2 separate regions of the Sus scrofa genome follow, and region 1 is linked to region 2. The links are chromatin contacts, called in public promoter capture Hi-C maps. All regions are on one chromosome and are shown on one strand. Each heading gives the region's core, a stretch centred on a gene start, on an enhancer-like site or on the middle of the called end of the contact. The rest is flanking DNA. Distances are from core to core; before and after follow the strand shown. Region 1 holds the start of AFTPH (aftiphilin). Region 2 holds the start of SERTAD2 (SERTA domain-containing protein 2).

Region 1 (3,806 bases), core at 1,084-3,583, 230 kb after region 2:
GAAACTGTCTCCTTTTCCTATTCTACCAAAAAACGAAAAATGTAGCTGGTGAAAAGGAAGATTAAGTTCAAAAGTAAAGTTTTACTTTTCTTCTCCTAAAGTGAGAACTCCGAGACAGAACCGCTGCTTTTGTTTCATCTGCCCCCCCAACCCGCCCGCCCCCAGTAAAACGTTTCCACGTATGGGTTAGTCCTTCCTTCGGCCCCAATAGAAGTATTCAGTAGGAAACCAAGCTGTAACTCGCATTAACCAACAAGAGAAAAACCTAGTCATTCTCAGTACTTTCCTAATGATGAAAGGATCCCACCACTCTTCACCCTATACTCTGTTCCCTGTCCAAACAAGACGTAGCACCTGCCTAACTAGGCACTTAAAAAAAAAATGGTCCAACTTTTCCAACGCAGTCTGGGGAGGGGACGCAGACGATTTCTTGAAGAGTGCAAGAAAGGAACAGAAAAGGTCCTCTCAGGATGGGATGCATGAGTTTGGGTGCCGTCTCCTCTGCCTGTTGGAGGATTCGAAAGCCGCTTGCTTTAGAGACCCTGCGAAGCAGCAGACTCTGATCGCGGCCGGCCTCAGGCCTGGGCGAAGCAGGCAGTGTTTACACCTGTCACGAGGGAGGGGGAGGGAGAAGGAGGAAGCCGGAGCAAAGCCCCAAACTTCTCCACAAGCTCCCGGGAGGGAGCGGCCGGCGCAGAGCTCAGGGCAGGTGGAAGTGGAGGGGCAGGGCGAGCCGCCGGCAGCCGGGGACGTGGGAAGGGCTCTCACTTTCCTGGCCGATGCCCGGGATGGCGAGAAGGGGGCCGTGCGCTTCCGCGCCGCCGCCGGCGTCCCCGCACCCGCCGCGGAAAAGGACAGAGCCCGAGCCCGGAGCCCGCAGGCCCGCAGAGCCGGCACCGTCCCCGCAGCCCCCGGCTCCGCGACAGGCAGGTGCCCCCGGGCCGGGCGAGGGTCCAGCCGGCGGGCTGGGCCGGCTTCCCCATCCTCTTTCCCCCGCGCGATGGGGGAGCGGAGCGGTGGCGCTTACCTGGCTCGTCCGGGGCGGCTGCGATGGGCATGGCTCAGGGGCCCGGGGAGGAACTAGCTCCCCGGGGAAGGACCGGCTATTCCGACGCGGAGCTGGTGAAAGCGGAAGGCAGGCTGCTCACAGCCCTGTCATCGAAGCAGCGCCATGGACGCCCACCCGGAGTTTCAGCGCTGCCGCGAGACCCCCATCCCATTACCCTCCGCCCTCTTCCGCCGCCGCCGCCGCCTCCACCTCCTCCTCCGCGGAGACCCCCCGCCCACTCCACACACTCTCCCATCATGCAGCGGGGGAACCGCTGCCGCCGACACGTCACTTCCGGGCGCAGGTGGCTAGGTCGGGGCCGGGCGCTGGTGGGTACTGGGGGGTTGGGGGGAGAACACTTGGGGGGAATCAGTGTCACAGAACGCTTACCCCTGCGCAGGCGCCGTCGAGCAGAGCGCCGGCCGCCATTTTGGGTGCGGGCAAGCTGCCCTTTTCCTTGACTTCCTTGTGAGTCATCGAGGTGGGTGGGGGGAAAGACGCCCTCCTGCACTCCGCCGCTCCTAAGGCTGCGCTCCCGGCGAGGGACAGGTGCTCCTTAGCCGGCTAAAAGTCAACGTTCAGCTCAGGACCGAGTTAAGTCTCTTGCTCTGCAAGGAAAATTGCGAGGGTTTTAAAATACGGAACTTTATTTTCTTCACCAAAATCTGCTGGAGAGCACTTATCAGCTTGCCCTTTTCGCCCCGAAAAACGACTTTTTCGTTCAGAGTTCCTTCCTCTTTTTAATTTAAGCTGACAGAAAAGGAAGCTGATGTATAACAAAGAAGAGGTAAATCAAAATGAGAAGCAAGAGGAAAAGCAGCCGCCGAACTGACAAATCGTCTTTGAGACCAACAAAAACAAATAAAATTGGAGGATTTTGCTAACGGATAGAGACGGTGGTCGTTTTTCATAGATGCTGCGAGAGACTATTCGATGAAACTATAAAGAAATCAATCAACTCCCGCATTTCTTTAACAGAGGTCGTAACATTTTTCCATCATCAGTCTTGATCATTTGCATTTTTTATAACCTTTCCCTTTCATCTATAACGAATTTCTGTTAGAATTCCGGCCACTGTAAAAACAAGACTGCAAGGCTGCACAGATTATTGTTACCATCGGGAATGATGAGGCCGAGGTCCTATCCCGCAATCATGAGCCCTTCCGAAGTGCTTATTCTGCTCACTTTTGCCAAACCTACACCAGCAATTTGAATAATTTAAAACAATTCCAATACAGCAAAGCTCAGCAGTTACGCAAAGAAAACAAGGATAGAAAACACCCTCTCAGCCACAGAGAAGCGTCCACCTTCTTTGAGTGGAGGAATTATACAAATCAGGGGAAGATAGGGACAAAAGCAGTTCATCACAGTTTATCCCGCCTCTGCAATGTTCTAGACAAATTAACTTGGAGCACTGAAATAGACCTGCTTTTGTCTCTATACAACTCAATCGCTGTAAGATATACGCAGACTGCAGCACTTAAAATTAGAATACCAATTGCTTTGTGGCGGTGCTGGATTTTTTGTTATTGCTCAGTCACTAAAGCAAGAAAAATATCTATATGGCTTGTCAAATTTATTCTTATTGTATTTCGCCCCCTGCTGGCTTGGCTCATTGCAAGCTTAAAAATATAAACCTTAAATATTGTATTTATAAATATAAGCTTATAAATATATCGCTATAAATGTTTATTTTGACCAGGAAGGAAAGAAACAAAAGTGTGTGTGTGTGTGTGTGTGTGTGTGTGTACACTGGAAGTAAATTGATTTTAGAGGAACACATGCTTGTCCTAATTTGATAGCTCTACTAAACAGACATATCAGAATAAGAACATATGACAAAATCCTAAGGCAGACCCTACATCGAGAATATGTTAAAACTGAAATAATAAATTTAAACATAAAAACATTAAAAAAAACTGTGCTTTCAGAATAATATTCCCCTAATTTTATGCATAACATGATTAAAAAGTGTTTTTTTTTTTTCAGGTAACTGCAGAAGCCTATTTTATTCACTTAAGGACAACAATTCAGAAATTTATGAAGTTGAGTCATTAAGTCACTCTTTGGTCAGCAACCACCCAACTTGTAATTTGTAATCTTACACATAATTCTGAAGACAGCATTCCAATGCTTATGAAATGGTACTACAAAAAGAAAGCATCTCTGAAAGTTTTTAAGATGATGAATCTGGGGGAAAATACTTATTAAAATTCATTGCATTTGGATCCAGTGGTAGTATTGTTTTTCTTTACTTTTAAAAAATACGACCTTAACTACATTACTTAAGATTTTGTATCAAGAAAAGAAAAATTAAATCTTAGTTTTTTCTCCTGTGCAGACTTTTTACAAAGTTGTAATCATAATGTAAGCCAATTTTGTATCCTTTTTTCACTTAATATTATGTTGTAAGCATTTCATCCTGATTACTTAACATTTCATAAAACTTTGATTTTCATTGCATACATAATATTCAATGGAGCAGACATACTGTGATTTATCCATTATCCTATATGTGGGTATTTTCCACAATTACAAATAATACTGTGCTGATGTACATTTTGTGTTGTGGCTTTGTCTAATTTTATGAGTTTTTTCTGTATATAAAAATGATTTTTTTTGGTTGTGCCCATGGCAGGCGAAGTTCCTGACCCAGGGATCGAATCCACACTACAGCAGTGATCAGAGCCACAGCAGTTACAGCCTTAGCCTGCTTAACCCGCTGAGCCACCAGGGAACTCTCAGTCAATATAAAAAT
Region 2 (3,605 bases), core at 431-2,930:
AGAGGTAAGAGGTGTCAGGCTGAGTGTCACAATTAGGGCTTAGGGGAAGGATTCACACTCTAAAATGATAATAATCAAGGAAAGCCTCTACACGACTACAGTAAGCCTGCATGTTCACTTATTATCTCTCCTCTGAATTCCAGACCACTGTATGTTTTAATCTTATAATTATGGGAAAAAAAAAGATCTTCCTCATGTCAAGATCATAAATCAACCCTAGGTCTCTCTAGGTGACTTGGCTATGGAAAATGGATATGGAGTATTTGGATTTGAAAATCTTTTTTTTTCTAGGGATGTGATATGTGGTTTGCCTTTCCTTAGTTTCTTGATAGGAAGCTAATAAATTTCAAATAACCTGCAGAAATGCATCTTGTGGGAAAGAAGATGGATTTCTGCCAGTGTTTTTGCTACTGAGGGCATCTCTATTCAGGTTTATTAGTGATTGCAATTACTTGCAAGTACAAGTATGTGGAAAGCGTTAAGGTTTGTAGAATGGCTGCTAGACAGTAGGCAAGAAATTGAGAAAAAGCCATTGGGAATGGGCAGCCAGAAGATCTAGCAGTAAGCGCGCCTTAGTTTTTGTCAGGGTACCAGGCGAGGAGAGTGGGTAGGAAAGTGGAAGAGTGGTGGAAGAGGAAGGGCTGGAGGAAGCTAATATGTACTCGTACATGTATGAAGAAAACAAACGACAAAGCCCGTACAGCTTCGCTCGTGCCAGTTTAAGAAGTGCCTCTGCTAGAAACTCAATAAAGAAATGGTATGTATTTAGGAGCTGTTTCAACCTGTCCACACCCTTCCCTGACTTCCCCAGAAAACAGGCAAACAAGGAGGCAAATACCATTGCCAAGTCTCTGGCGTCCAGCTCCCTCAGCTCCCAGAACATCACACGGAGCTGTCTTCAAGAGTGGGCACTGCACAGACGTGGGGCAAAGTTTTGACCTGATTCACTCCAAATCTGTCTGCCTCTCAGGGGTGGGGTTTGGCGGTAGGGGCTCCCGGGCAGCTCGAGGCAGAGACTGAGCAGGAGGGGTACAGCAGAAGCAGCAGCGGCAGCCTGCACGCTCAGTAAGGAGCCAACCTCCGCCGTCACCTCCTCCTGCCGGCGCGGAGTCGGAAGCACAGCCAGTCGCTATTGCTGTCACGCCGCCAGCAGCGCGGCCCCTCCCCACCCCGGCACTGCCCCAGCCCTCACACTGTCATTTGCGTGACTGACCCGAACCAGGCGGGAGGGAGGACCCCGGCGCGGGAGGGAGAGGAGAGCAATGACCCGCCCACTCCTTCCCCTCTGGCTCGCGGCGGACACCTTCTCCTCCTCATTGGTCACACATTTGCGTCCATCACCCCCAGGCGGCCCTCGGATTGGTAGAAGGCTCACTTCGGGAGCGAGGAGAGCAGAGTGACTCCGCCGGTCTCCCGCGCCTCCTCTTTCCCTCCACCCCCCACTTCAACGTCCACCCACCTCTCCCCACCCCCAACTCCACTTCCCCCGCCCTGTTCGCGGCGGTGTCCTTAGAAGACTCATTGGGCCAGGGGCGAAGCCAGCCGCCTATCGAGCCGCGCCGTCATTGGCCGACGCCCACGCCCGTCGGCGCGGCGGACTCCCCTATTGGGTGACTTCACTCCGCTCCCCGCCTCCCTAACGCCTCGCCTTCTCAGTCGCCTCCTCCCCTCCCTGCTCTTCCACGGCCCCCTTTCCCCTCCCGTCCCCGCCGCATCTCCCCTGTCCAGCTGGGCGGGGATTGCTGTACGACTCTGTGAAGTCTGTGAGTCACTGCACAACCCATCAATCCAATTAAATGTCTTGAACGAGCCGAGCAGGCGGTGCTGCCACTGCCGCCGCTCGCCCCGCCGCGGCCGCCCCTGCTCGCAGCGCCCCTCTGATCCATGGCTGTCTGTACTTGTTACTGTGTAACCTCCTCCTCCGCCTCCTCCGCCTCCTCCTCAGGAGCCGCTGCAACTTCCCCTCAGCCAGCCTCCTCCTCTGCTTGGGGACTGCAAAGGCATGGGATAGACCTAGAGCCACTTCTGTCTCCCCTCCAGCCCTCGATCAATCTCCTCCCTTTAAATTAAAGTCTGTTCCTCGCTCCTCGTCGTTTTAGAGATTTGTCAGTCTTTTATTTCCTCTGATTTTATTTTCTCTCCCAGGGGCAAGGGGTCGCAGGGGCCGGTGGGTTTATTTTAGGGAAGGGGCTGTCCACCCTCTCCCCGGTTTCTTCTCCTCCCTTTTCGGCCGTGACTTGATTTCCCAGTTCCTCTCCGCTCCCACCCCTCGAACTCACCGTCCTGCACGTGAGTGACGCACCGACACCCCCCGCCCACAGTCCAGACGTCCCCTCCCTCGCAGCCACCCCGACCCGTCTCGGAGCTGGACCCGGTGCCGACTTCGCAGAAGGGTGAGTACCGTGTTGGGTTGGGGAGGGGGTAGGGTGGATCTGGAAAAATGTGGCGGGTCCACTTTGGGGAGGGCAGGGATCACACTGTGGGCTGGAGGTTCCTGGTCCGGCGTGGATTTGAGGTGGCGACTGCTTCCCTCCCTCGCTCCCTTTCCCCCCGCCCCTCGACTCCTTATTCACCAGCCTTGCTGTATTTCTAGGTATTGCCAGACTTCTACCATCGGGGTATTATAACGCTTATAAAATGAGCGGCAATGGTATGCTTTCTTAGTGAGCGGTCATAGCGATTTGATCTGATAGACCGTGACCTGCCAAAAAGTGTAAAACAGCTAATGAGTACGTTTTCCTCCAAATCAAAGTTAAAACTTTTAGTCAATAAAGGCAAAGCAAAAGGTATTTGTAATTTGAATGTGTGGACCAAGAGAAGATAGGTTGCCTAGTGGCATAGCTTTGTATTTTTAGACTAGTGTGGTAGGTCCCCTTTTGAAAAGAATATGGATTCAGTATTAACTGAAGTACAGGTTATGAAGTCTTTGAACCTGTTGGAGGAATGCAAGGTAAGATGGAAATCTAGCTTGACACTTCGTCTTTAGCTCACCTTTATTCCAGCAAGAAATTAAAACACAGAATTTTGTATTTCTTGGTCACCAGGCACAGTGGGGTGTGTTAAGGGCAAATAGGGATTTTTTTCCTTTTGATATCCCTCTTTTATATACTTGATTACTCTTGAACAAAATTTTAATTTGGTTTCTTGGTTGTTGGCTGTTCAAAGGTACGCATACTTGCCCATATATGCTTTATGAGAATTTCACCCTATGCATCTTTAATATTAATTTGAGGTAAAAGTCATGAGGAATAGTTAACTCTGATTCGCCTTCTGAGGTCACTTTTGAGAATTCAGCCTATTTAAATTATTACTCTTTTTGAATCATGTTCTGGTATAGTTGTCCACAAGATTCAAATTAAGCCAACCCAAACATGTTTTGAAATATTAAAGTACAGGAAAGGCCTCTTAGTAGTTCATTCTCTCCTTCTCTTTCAGACTAACCAGAATAAGTTGTTGCTAAATTTAATTGTAAAGAATAGACTGTTCCTATACTGAAATCTGCCAAGTTTCTACGGAAATTTCTTTTTAAAGAGGAGAGATGTGTTTATGATCAGCCCAAAGTGGTGAAGTTGACTCAAATGTAAATGCTATCATAAGGAGATTCT

Evidence for each region. Promoter capture Hi-C pulls out the DNA fragments that hold promoters and counts their contacts.
Region 1: a promoter capture Hi-C map of fetal liver shows a contact between it and region 2, with 2.0 times the contacts expected there. The contact joins the promoter of AFTPH here to the promoter of SERTAD2 in region 2. A contact is called at or near these places in 1 of 5 promoter capture datasets (fetal liver), 7 of 47 Hi-C or Micro-C datasets (embryonic fibroblasts, fetal heart ventricle, heart right ventricle and 3 more) and 2 of 2 datasets of contacts at active chromatin or transcription factors (alveolar macrophages and skeletal muscle).

The regions. Positions count from the first base shown.
Region 1 is chr3:77,420,521-77,424,326 of Sscrofa11.1, forward strand. AFTPH (aftiphilin) reads right to left here and starts at 2,334. Exons shown (of 10, transcript XM_021087452.1): 1 at 1,439-2,334.
Region 2 is chr3:77,190,890-77,194,494 of Sscrofa11.1, forward strand. It overlaps SERTAD2 (SERTA domain-containing protein 2), which reads left to right and starts at 1,681. Exons shown (of 2, transcript XM_005662514.3): 1 at 1,681-2,393. LOC102160963 (a long non-coding RNA gene) reads right to left here and starts at 1,426. Exons shown (of 4, transcript XR_002342636.1): 1 at 839-1,426.